Linked DNA regions of Columba livia: region 1 is linked to region 2. Evidence: chromatin contacts called from public Hi-C data. All regions are on one chromosome and are shown on one strand. The core of a region is the stretch at or near the end of the contact, and the rest is flanking DNA. Distances in the headings are between cores, read along the strand shown.

Region 1 (6,103 bases), core at 1,210-3,709, 460 kb after region 2:
CAAATAAAACCCCTCTTTGGTCAGAACACATCCAAGCAACCTGCATCTGTGAGGAATAATACTTTCAGGGATCCCCCACTGTTCTTGATGTAACTTTGTCGCATTTGTAGATGTACATCTTGACTCCATTTGAGGCAAAACATAAAGTGAGGCAAAATATGAAGTAATGCTCTCATTATAACCACTACTTTGCCTGGCAAACTTCTTCCTTTACATCATAAATTAAGGCACAAGGAAAACAACATTTTTGACATGGGCTCCTGGAGCACGAAGGTCTTAGATTTTGTCTATATAAAACATAACATTTTAATGGTAAGGATATAGTTAAAGTAGTGCAACATTTTTGTGGAAAATTAATTATACTGACAAAAAAGGGCTAATATCAATGCAACTTATAACTATACCAATTACGGGGAATAAATCAGCATATGATATCTTTGCACTTGTGTACTTCTACTGTGGTGTATTGGTATTATTACAGAAGGGGAGAAGTTCTAACTGAAAAAAACACTACAACCAATATACAAACCCCCAAGTATTAGTATAACTACTAGTACATAAATCAAATTATTTGACTCACAGATGCCTAGAGATGGAAGCCAGCTCAAAAGATTAAGTCCATCATCCCCAAGGCACAACTGGCTGCATTTTGCAGTGTTTATTAAGATTCTCCTACTAGCCCCAGTGCCTTAGACACAAGTAACAGGTCAGCGAGCAAGTCTAGATTATGTGTAAAGGAAAGTCACATGATTAACCTCCCTCCTTAAGCAGAGAGACGATTTCTAGCATCCATGAGATATATTTATCGGGGTTCTCAGGGCAGATATAGAAAGAAACTGTGGTACCCCATCTCTCATGCATCTTGCAAACTTCCTACCTCCCTTTCATTTTTCAAGCAAGTTGAGTACCTGATTGTTTCAATAGCTCTATGGTCCTATAATTCCAAAGCTGTGATCCCAAACCACCTTGCTTAGGTGCAACCTCATACTGGAAATGCCTACATATCACAGGAAATAAGGATTTCCCCTTAGTTCCCCATGCTTCTTAAAGCTCCTTCTTTGTGTATGTCCAAAACCAGTGTCCTCGCACAGCTCTGAGCTTCCCTGGAATCCTCTCCACAGTCCCCTTAAAGACTGCCTCATCCTGCAGCTCCAACTCCCAAAGTTCCTCATAAAAAGCAATCTGTGGTGACTACATTCTACTAAGCAAAGAATACGCTTTATATAAAACTCTTCTGTAAAAAAAAAAAAGAAATAAAAAAAAATAAAAATTACAAATCAAGCTTTGGATCTGTATCCAGAATCAGCAGCTCCTGTTAAGCAGCCACTTCAGTCACCAGGCTGCTCTTTGGTGGGTCAGGATCTCTTAACTTAGACTCTCCTCACATTTGCTCCTGCAGTTTGAAGGGGAAGGTACCACCTCTCAGTGTAACTCATGCTCTAGTGACTTGGGCACTCTAGAGGTGGCAACTGAGGATCTGAAACCTTCCATGGTCTGGGCGAAGTGGGAATTTGGACACTGCTCTCCCACCTCTGCAGCAAGGCCTCCTCTACCCACCATCTCCTACCCCAGGGAGGGTTCTGGCCACCACGCTTCCAGAGGGGGATCCCACCTGGTAAGGAAAAAAGAAAAAAAAACGTTTTCAGACCTCAGACACGCAGCCTGCTGAAGAGAGGTTCAAGACTGATTCCTTTTATAATAGTATTAACGGCAATTTGGGTTTCCTGTGCAGCCTCTACGCTGGGGCCTGGCTTCCAAAAGGGCCTGGTTCCCCAGCCTCTTCCCCGGGGAGCAGCAAGACCGCAGCCTGGGTTCAGCAACAGCACAGAATCATTTTGGTTGGAAAAGACCCTCAGGATCATTGAGTCCAACCATAACCTAACTCTTGCACTAAACTATGTTCCTAAGAACCTTGTCTATACACCTTTTAAACACCTCCAGGGATGGTGACTCCATCACTTCCCTGGGCAGCCTGTTCCAGTGCCTGACAACCCTTTCTGTGAAGAATTTTTTCCTAATATCCAATCTAAACCTCCCCTGGAGCAACTTGAGGACATTTCCTCTTGTCCTATCACTTGCTACTTGGGAGAAGAGACCAACACCCTCCATGCTACAACCTCCTTTCAGGTAGTTGTAGACAGCGACAAGGTCTCCCCTCAGCCTCCTTTTCTCCAGGCTGAACAGCCCCAGTTCCCCCAGCTGCTCCTCATCAGACTTGTGCTCCAGGCCCCTCACCAGTCGCGGAGCCAAGACCGCCGTTTCTCCCCACCCGAACTGCGCGGCACCCACCGGGACCGGCGCCGCCACCCGTGGCGACAGGCGGCGGAGCCACCAAGGCCGCTTCCTGCTTCCCGCGCCGCCGCTGAGGCGTCAGGGCCCAGCGCCGCTCCTGCTCAAAGGCCCAGCGCCGCAGGGCGCCGGGTCAGGTGGCGCTGTGCGCCTGCGCGGGCCCCGCACGGCGCCTCCTCCCGGGTGCGTCGGCTCCTTGCTGAGGACGGGAGGCACCGCGGCTGCTGCGGGCAGCTGCCGGTTACCGTCCCCCACGGGCACGTATCGCGGTGCGGGACGGGCAGATCGCGAAACCCCCCCAGGAGTCGTCCAAGGAGGAGGAAGGGGTTTCGGGTTTGGAAACGGCAGGTCGTGTCCTGTGCAGCCAAGAGTGACTGAGGGCCGATGGACGGCACCGGGTCAGCAGCACTAATGCTCCCGACACCCTCATTGCGCCGTGAAATGCATGCAAAATGCAATAAATAAATAATTAAATAAATACTTTATATATACATACATATATACACATATAAATATATATATGTATTTTGTGGTCTGTTTGTATTCAAAGCGAACTGCCTGGAGGGTGCCCCCAGCTTTATGAATGACAGACGGGGGTTTCAACCAAGCTGATTAGTCTTCCCAGTTGCCTGGGACAGCCTGCCCTAAAGAGGAGGTCACAGAGTGACCAGTGAGCAGGTACAGTGTTATGGTACAAAAGTCTACCCCACCCTCATCCTCTCCAGCTATAAACTGGGATTTTATAGTCCAGAGTGAAGCGCTTCCAACATGACACTGTAACGAAGTCTTCTGCATACAAATGCAATGCAGTGTTGTGAAGGTTTACTATTAATTACCAGGTCACACCCTGATGACTCATCCTGTATTTCTTTTGTTCCTTACACTCTGAGTAGTAGGGATTTATCAGCATTTTGAGATCTCAGGCCATTTTCGCTCTTGGATTAGCCCGTGCTTGGTGAGAGGCAAGAGTCCAGCTCAGACTCCTTGAGCAAACTCCTTGTATGTCACCTCTGCGGAAAGGGCACCGGTTCCCACATGTGACGGCTCTGGCTGGTGTGGAGTTAGTAACACCATGAGACACAAGGTCGTGCTCAGCAAAATAAATGGAGCAAGGAAAGTTTTTTTTGGAAAAGTAACTTTTACTCAGAGTCTGGCTGGGCATCTGTCTGCAGGTGGTGTGTGACTGCCTTTGCGTCGCTGGTGGGTTTGGGTTTTCTCCCCCTTCACTTGTTAAACTGTCCTTATCTCACCCCACAAACTTTTTTCTTGCTTTTGCCTTTCAATTATCTCCCCATGCTGCTGGGAGGGGAATGAACAAGCAGCCAGGTGGAGGCTTACCTGTCAGCCAGGGTCAACCCACCACACCAAGACAGCCAAGTACCACAGAAATTGATGCAAAATAGTCTGGCGAAAAGCTGAGCACAATCACTAGTTGAATCTTAAAAGTAAATAGTTTATTTATGAACATTTATTTGAAATGCAAGTATTAAAGAGTAAAGACGGTCTTGAATACAAGGTCTTTCTGTGCTTAAATTACAAGATAAACCATTTTTTTTCCATTTATTTCTCTGTTCTTGAGCCCTAAATGTCGCTGATGTTTTCTGCGAGGCTGCCCATAGAGTAGTACACTGTGAAAAAAATCGGGTTCACGGGGTTTGGATGTTTTACAGATCAAAAGATAAAGTATCTTTCTGAGCTTTTGCAATATAAAAGTAACCGCTTGTGCTTCATGAGATGGTTCTTCATATACAGGTTGTTTCATATCTCCATAGGCAGACATAATAAGAGCTTGGAAGAGATTGATCAAGACACAGATCATCACCAACATGAAAGAGGCTAGGAAGAAAGCCCCCAGCAACCTGTTGGATGAAAATGAGGTCTCTTTGAATGCTGAGACACAGTAAGAGACTACAGTCTGAGCTGAGTGAATCATGTTACTGTAATTCCTTTCATGCTGCCCAAACACAAGGTAGCCAAAAGCCATAAATATAAAGAAGAACACTGCCACCACGAGGGCCATTGAGGAGATTCCGGGAAGGGCTGCCAAGATTGATCTTTCTGCCAGGCGCACGTCATAAAAGACTCGAGAATATTTTAGAGTTTTCAAAACTGCAAAAAACGTTAAAAAGCCCATAGTAATCCTTAAAATCTGATCTAAAAGAGAAATTGAATGAAAATGAGCAAAATCATATGGATGAGCTAAGTAAAACCTTACTACATCTGCTCCCGCCTTAAACTTTATGATCTTTAATAAAATAAAGAGCAAGAATGCTGATTTTAAGCCAAAGTTGATTATATTGGAAATGGTTTTAAGATAATGTTTTTTTTCTCGGCCTATCGTGTAAAGCTCATCTGCAACGTAAACGATCAGAAAGGTAAGCAAAATTGCAAACACAAACTTTGGACCTACAGTTAGCTGATGATAAATGGGGATTGCAAAAGAGTGTACTGACAAACTTGGTTTTATGATCCCAAAATGAGACATTTCAAATATGACCGAGATGGTGCAAAAGAGATCTACATCTGGGTTAAATGTAGTTAGTTCAACAATCACAGCCCATGTCTTTTCATCAAGCCAGTTGCTCTGTTGTAGGCCATCCAGCCTGGTCGTTGAATTAGCTCTTCCTTCTTCAGGAAAAAAGTAAAATGTGTATCCTGTTGGTCCATATATGTGCAAATGTCCATAGGAATAATACGTCCATACAGTCTTGCTCTGCTGGTAAATGAACCCATCGTAACCGCTGGCATCCTTGGAAACAGTCTGGTTGGTAACCTTTGTCCAAGTGCCAGCATAGTTACTTTTGTCGGTGACGTCCCTACCGTATTTGTGAAGACAGTGGCTTTTACTGATCACAAAGTTATTTACAAAGCTGTGAGGATGGAAACATTTTTTCTTAGTACCTTTAGCCCGCACTTGCCTCATCCTGGGTAAACCAATGATTTTGGACCAGCTCTCGGGAAGAAAGGTTGGCTGAACGTCATTGTGGATCAAAGGCAAGAATGAGTCTTTCACCCACACATAGATCTGTTCTAGCTTATCTACAGTGGAGAGTTGTGGAGAGAATTGGCTACGGATGAATTGGGTGTAGTGAAAACAGTTGGTGTTGTCAATGGGATAGGCAAAAATTAATAGCAGTGTTAAAAAGACAAGGTGATTGATGAAATCTTTTGTGAAAATAAATGCCTTGATTTTAATTTTTGCCTTTTTCAGCATGTTTGCAATTTCATCAGCTTGTAAAGGCTTATAATGCTTAGAGCCTCTGACTTTATCAAGTTTCAAGTGCATTTGTCTCATCTCATCAGCACTCATAAGGTGTCTAGCCAACTTAATCTCAAGATACTTTTCCTGAGTTAACCATGTGATGTTTTCACAGGTTTTTGGGCGAATTGTACTCAAAGCTGAGAAAAAACTGATTTTTATAACTGAAATGAAAAACACATTCTCAATAAAGGAGATTAGAGATGCTAAAAGCCACTCCATTGAAGTCTGATAGCCATAAGACAAACCATATAACACAATGAAAAATGATGACACCCCAGTTACAGCTATAATCAGTGCCCACGAGAGATAGACGCACCACCAACAAAAAACTATGTGCTGAGTCTTGTGAAGGAGCATGCTTAATGGGTTTCTTTCCTTCTGAAAGTTGTCCCCTTCTTCTGTGTAATCACTAACAGTGGAATTTGATGATGGCCTTTTCTGGCAGGCCTTATCCATTGCGGGGGAATTCGCAGTTATCTTCTGCTCCTCTGTTCCAATAACATTTGCATCTCTTTCAGAAACTGTGCAGTTTTGGGGACCTCCCTTGCTTCT
Region 2 (5,803 bases), core at 1,177-3,676:
AGGCCCCTCACCAGCTCTGTCACCCTCCTCTGCACTCTCTCCAGCACCTCAATGTCTTTCCTGCACTGAAGGGCCCAAAACTGAACACAGGATTCGAGGTAGGGCCTCACCAGTGCTGTGAGGGGAGGACAATCGCTCCCCTAGTGCTCTTGGCCACACTATTCCTGATACAAACCAGGATGCTGTTGGCCTTCTTGGCCACCCAGGCGCACTGCTGGCTCATGTTCGCCCATCTGTCAATCAACATCCCCAGGTCCTTTTCCAACAGGCAGCCATTCTTCCCCGAACCTGTAGCGCTGCCTGGAGTTGTTGTGACCCAAGTGCAGGACCCAGCACTTCACCGTGTTGTACTTCATACAATTTGCCTCAGCCCATTGATCATGGGAAGGGGACTGTGAGCACTCATCCTGATGGAGAACATCCCTCTCTCTTGCAGGCCAGTGAGTTGTGCCTGCTGATGATTGCGTTCCTTGGTTTGGGCAAGGTGTGAATTCATCCAGACCTTTTTACTTCTACAAAATCCCCAAACATTATCATACCTTAAAACAGTACCTTAGGGTATGAACACGGTGTCAGCAACACTGTATGTAGTATCAGATAAATCTTTGCTTTTTAAAAGTAAACTTAGAATAAAACCTTGATTACCTGCATAATTAATCCCCTTTCACAGGAATTTGCATGCCTGAATAATTAAAGAATTAGGGCCTAAAAATGAAAAGCAAGCAAAGCCTGCATTTTTGTACTTGAAAAGCTTCAGCAGCAATCATGATAGTTCACAGCGCATAAATAATTCAAACTGAGCTTCCTCGCTTTCTTTTTTCCCTCACAGAAATCCTCTTAGTGCTTCCTAATTAAATGAAAATATTTTATAAGCCTTCATTTTGTGACATCACAAGAATATTTTAAACTCTGGATTAGACAAGCCGGATTTACATTTTCAGTGTTTGTGATCTGATATTCGGAGACGTTTAAAGGAACTATAAACCACCACAAAGTGGTGTTAAAACAGGAATGTACTTTTTAAATGAATGAAAAAAAAAAAATCTGTATTGTGCTCATCAACTGAATTTAAGTCAACTTTTAGTTTTACTCAGCAGCTCTGCACTTTTGCCTTAAAACGCTCCGGCTGTAAATAAATTCGGCAAAATCCTGACAAAAACTACACAAACGGGGGGGGGGAACACATATTGCAGGATGACAAGTCAGCTTTAAAAGATTTTTCTTCCCCCATTTCAACTGTAACCATCGCCCCCTGCTCGCTCGGTGCCCCGAGGGCTCGTCGCGGTCGTGGGTCTCGTCACTCCCGGCTGCGGGGCGGCGCGCTCCCCGGGCGGCAGCAGGGGGCGCTCTCCGCCCGCCGCAGGCTGTGCCGGCCCGTCACTCAGCGCGGGAAGAACGTTCTGGAAGGGCCTTGTTTACGGTCTCCGCCCGCTGGCTCGGTGCCCTCCGTGAGGGGCGGCCGAGTGGGTGGCCACTGGCGTGCCGCTGACCCCCTCGGGCACCCTCTGGCCCGGCACGACCCGGTTGTTGTAGTTTCCCGGCAGTGCGGCGGCAGGCTCGCTCGTTCGCTCCTTGGCACGAAGCTGGGGTCGCTCCGGTGCCAGCCCGGCTCCCCGCTCCGCCTTCAGAGGCGGAAAAGAAACGCTGCGCCACTCCATGCCGTTCCCCTCGCCACGAAGCTGCCCGCCCCGCCCGCTGCCATGCCGCTGCCGAGTGCTGGCGCAGCCGCCTCGGCTCTGCCCGGCCCCTATGGCACACGGCCCGGCTCCCGCCTCCCTCCATTTTCTCTCTCCGCCCTTTGCGGCGCTGGGCTTTCCTCGGTGTTCCCGGCTCTCCTCTTCCCCCCTCCCCCGGCAGCCGCCCGCAGCCACATGTCCCCGTCTCCCCCTGCTCGGCCGCACGCACGCAGGGGCAGGACGCGGCCGCTCCCAGCCCGCCCTTTTCCTCCGGGCCGGGGAGCGGAGTCTGATGGCTGTCCCGGCCCACGGGTGCCGCGGGAGGGCGACAGGGCCCGCCAGGTGCCGGCCAGCGGGACGCCGGGCTTGCGAGGCGGAGGCTTGTCGCCCCGCTGGCCCCTCGCTATGGGAGGGGGGAGGACTCGACGGGCAGCACGCAGACATCTTTATTTTCGGTTCCCCCCCCCTCCGTCGGGCGGGGTGCTGGCTGACTGGTTGATTTTCTTGGAGGGCCCTGGGAATACGGACTCGAAGGGGTTGCGATTCCTTTTTGTTTTCAGTTGTTCGGCTCTCTGAACCCCAGCGCTCTCGCTGAACGTGTGCGGTGCGGCGGGGCGCAGAGCTGCGACTGCCGCTCTGGGAGCCCAACAGCAGTGTCACCACCCTAAACAGAGATATACCCCCGCCCCGTCTCCTATCGCCAAGCCTGTGCGGGGAAACCCGCAAGCAGGAGCGGCCCCCTCCTCTCGGGCGCGCCCGGGGCAGGGCCGGGCCGCGGTCCCCGGTCCCCAGGCGGGCGGGGAGGCGCCCGGAGGGAGCGCGGAGGGATGATGTCGTCCCCTGAGCGCTTACTCGGCCCCCAAGTTAATGCTTCTATTACTATTTGATGCAATCCTATCCTCCACTGTCCTTTTTTAATGGGCAGGAACCGGGGCCTTCGTGGTGGCTGTTTAAAATGGCGAGGATGTCTGCGTGCCGCTTGTCCCTGCTTCTGGTCTCCTTTCGTTTTGTACTGCCTTATTTATATTAAAAAAAAAACCTGCCAAAATGCGAACAGCCAGAGTGCCCCGGTCTGCCTTTTGCCTCCCAGGTGATTGAACACATAATATTCAGGGCCTCCGAAGTGTATTTTAAAGACAAGATTGATGAAATCATATTGATTATTTTAAAGTAATCACACCGATTATTTAAAAATAGAGACATTGCTCCCGTGTCACAGTTTTTAATGAGAGTTTATCGCTACACCTCCTGAACTCTGCATTTTTTACTGTTTGTGAAGAGGAAGGTCAGTTCTGGGATTTAAAACTTTCCCCGGATTAGATTGTACATTTTAATCCTGGCAGCCAACCCCGTGGTCGTTAGTCATGATCAGAGGTAATAACCGGGGAATGTGCCATTATAAAATAATCCGGAGGTATTATGTAGAGAATGGTACGGCCAGATTTTATCACTGTGGTTTATCATACTGCTTAGATTCACCGAGGGATCGTTCTGTTTAATCCATTTTACTAAGCACTGTATAAACCAGACATAAAGACAATGCCTGGCTAGAAAAGCTGCTTCTGCTACTGACTTTGCATTACCTCGGGTCTAATTTGTCCCTGTTATATTTAAAGATGCAGTTTTTCATAAAATGAATGTCAATCAGAATATCTAAATCTTTGGCATACACTTTATTTGACACTGAGCTGGTTCAGGATGTTGTACAAGGCCTAGCGCAGAGATACGGAATTGCTGCTTTCTGCAAAAAAGATAAGAGACATTGCAGGAAAAAAAAAAATAATAAAAGGTTTGTTCCCTCCACAGTGGGAGCTTCGTGGGGGAACATCCGAGCGACAGTTCGGTCATCAGGAACATCTGCTGTGTTGCTGACTACCCGTCCTAAGATTTCTTTTTTTTTTTCCTTTTCTTATTTTTTTTTTCCTTTCCTTTACTGATGTATCCACAATGTGTTGATTTTTAGTTTTGCGGTAATTCTTTCAACTGTTTCTGTTGCCAATGTAACGAGCAGGGAGCGCAGCGTGCGGGCCCGATCCCGCAGCGCTGCCCGACCCCGCCGTCGGGGAGGCCCGGCTGCTGCTCCTGGCACTCCCCTCTTCGTGCCGTGGTTTCCTCGCTTCCCGCGTGGGCTTCATCTGTTCCATTGCCTCTGGACTCTGCCAGCTAGGCGCAGAGCTGGGTTTCAGACACAACACCATTAAATTTTAGGATACCGAGGTGGTTTTTGTGTGGGGGTTATTTTTTTCATGCTCCCGCCTCGGAGCAAAATTCTTATCGGTCGCAAAAGGCCGGACTCGGACGAAAAGACACCGTGGGTGTCGGGACGCATCGCTCGGTTCTCGTCCCCCGGTAATTTTGCTACAGGGTTTTTAGTTGGTGGCCCTTGCTCTGTAACTACCCTCTCCGCGGGGAGAGGGATTTACAGAGGAGTTTAACACTGCCCAGATGCCTGTTAGAACGGCAATAGGAACGGACTGGCTGTGTTTCCAGAGGGAATAAACGAGTTTGCAGATCGTTCTCCGAAATGGGGCTGCTCCGGTGCTAACATTCCCTAAAATCAGTTTTGGTTTATGGTAGCCAGTTTTGTAGTTGGTTTTGTCGCGGGTTTTTTGTTTTGTTTTGTTTATTCCTTTAACTTTCACACGCTGTTTCTACAGAGCTCACATCTGTTTATGTCATCTTTGGAGCGAGGTACAGTGAGTTGGGAATTGAAATGAAGTCGTAGGGCTTCTTGGTTGTTAATGTAGGTGCTTAAAGTTAGGCTATTTAAATCCATAGTTAGGCCTTTATTGAAAGGTGGTCTGTGTTCTCCTAACGCTTCAGTACCCAGCACCTTCCAGAGAGATCAAACAGTACTTAGCAAGTAAGAAAATGCTTTTGTTTGTATTAAAAATGGAAATAGGTGCCTAAGTGTGGTGTTTGTCTTGCAATATGTGTGACCAATTCTGTGTTTTTCTATTTGAGAGCCCTCTCGCTTTCTTCTAATAGTGCATATTATACTCACGGTAAGCGGAGAGTGACTGGAAATTGTAATGAAGTTTCAAACAAATAATAACTTTCGTGAAGCACTGGTGGTTAAATAACATGGGTCGTTAAAACAGTTAATGGGTCGTTAATAAAATAATTTATTTGAAACGTGAATGAAAGCAGGATATTTCGGGGAACGTGATAATTCAGTTTAAACTCCTTTCATTCCGCCGTGGAAAGAACATTTGCCAAGCCCCTGGCTTATTTCTGCTGCGTGGGAATACTCGCTTACCGAGAAACGAGTGGGCACGCTGGCTGGGAGCCTGCTTGACACGTCTGTCAGTCTGTCCTGCCGTCCGCAGGTCCTGGTTCAGCTCCCAGCAAACTAACGCGGCAACTGCAGACAGCGGGCAGCTGCCACCCGTGTACATTTCCTCGGGGAAAAACAGCCCTTCCCGGCGAAAGGGCAGGCGGCTCCGACCCCTGACGCTAATGCAGCGGCGTGGGAGAACGAAACCGTGTGTATTTGCGTCCGTGTCCAGCCCTTGTCCCAAGGCTTGAAAGGAGAAAGGAAAACAAACGTGGTTCCTCTACAGGGGACACCCAGCATTAATTCTGGTGGGGCTTCATTCTGTAAGTCAATAGGAGTTTTGTCTTTCACTGCATTAAAGAAATATAGGCAGGCCCTCCTCGTCGCCTCAAGTTTTGTTTTGTTTTGTTTTTTTTTTCCTTCTGGAAATTCTTATTAACGGTAATAGACACAGACACAAAGTGGAAAAACAAACAAACAAACCAACCCCCAAAACAGTAAAAGCCCGAATTAAAAACAAACAAACAAACAAACAAAACCCTCAAAACCAAAATTAAAAAAAAAAAAAAACAAATCAGCAACACCAAAAACTAATTACGAGTAAAAATACCGAAATCTTGTTTTGTGAAATCTCTATTCTAAGAATAATTAACTAAAAGTCACTTATTTATAATAAGTGAAAAATAATAGCTATCGTAGCCTTGTTACCTAAAACGCTTACTTCTGAAACTGTTAAGGTCATATTTTAAATGTTCCGCACGTCCGTATTAGTGTGTTACTAACAAGTCTTAAACCTCTACGGTTTCACCCAATATTTTAACTACAAATATAACTGTTAGGTGTTCGGGAT

The links. A called contact is a pair of places that touch in the nucleus more often than the background predicts.
Region 1: a Hi-C map of liver shows a contact between it and region 2, with 2.9 times the contacts expected there. The contact joins the promoter of CDPF1 here to the enhancer-like site in region 2. A contact is called at or near these places in 2 of 2 Hi-C or Micro-C datasets (crop and liver).

Annotation. Positions count from the first base shown.
Region 1 is chr1:140,367,221-140,373,323 of bColLiv1.pat.W.v2, forward strand. CDPF1 (cysteine rich DPF motif domain containing 1) reads right to left here and starts at 2,460. Exons shown (of 4, transcript XM_065033456.1): 1 at 2,290-2,460. PKDREJ (polycystin family receptor for egg jelly) reads right to left here. Exons shown (of 1, transcript XM_021297333.2): 1 at 3,722-6,103. The coding sequence ends at 3,818.
Region 2 is chr1:139,906,300-139,912,102 of bColLiv1.pat.W.v2, forward strand. No RefSeq gene overlaps it. Among named protein-coding and RNA genes, the nearest start is that of WNT7B, 20 kb to the left of the region's middle. Within about 2 kb of position 2,427, at least 1 of the 3 cell types and tissues checked has an H3K27ac peak away from gene starts, as active enhancers do.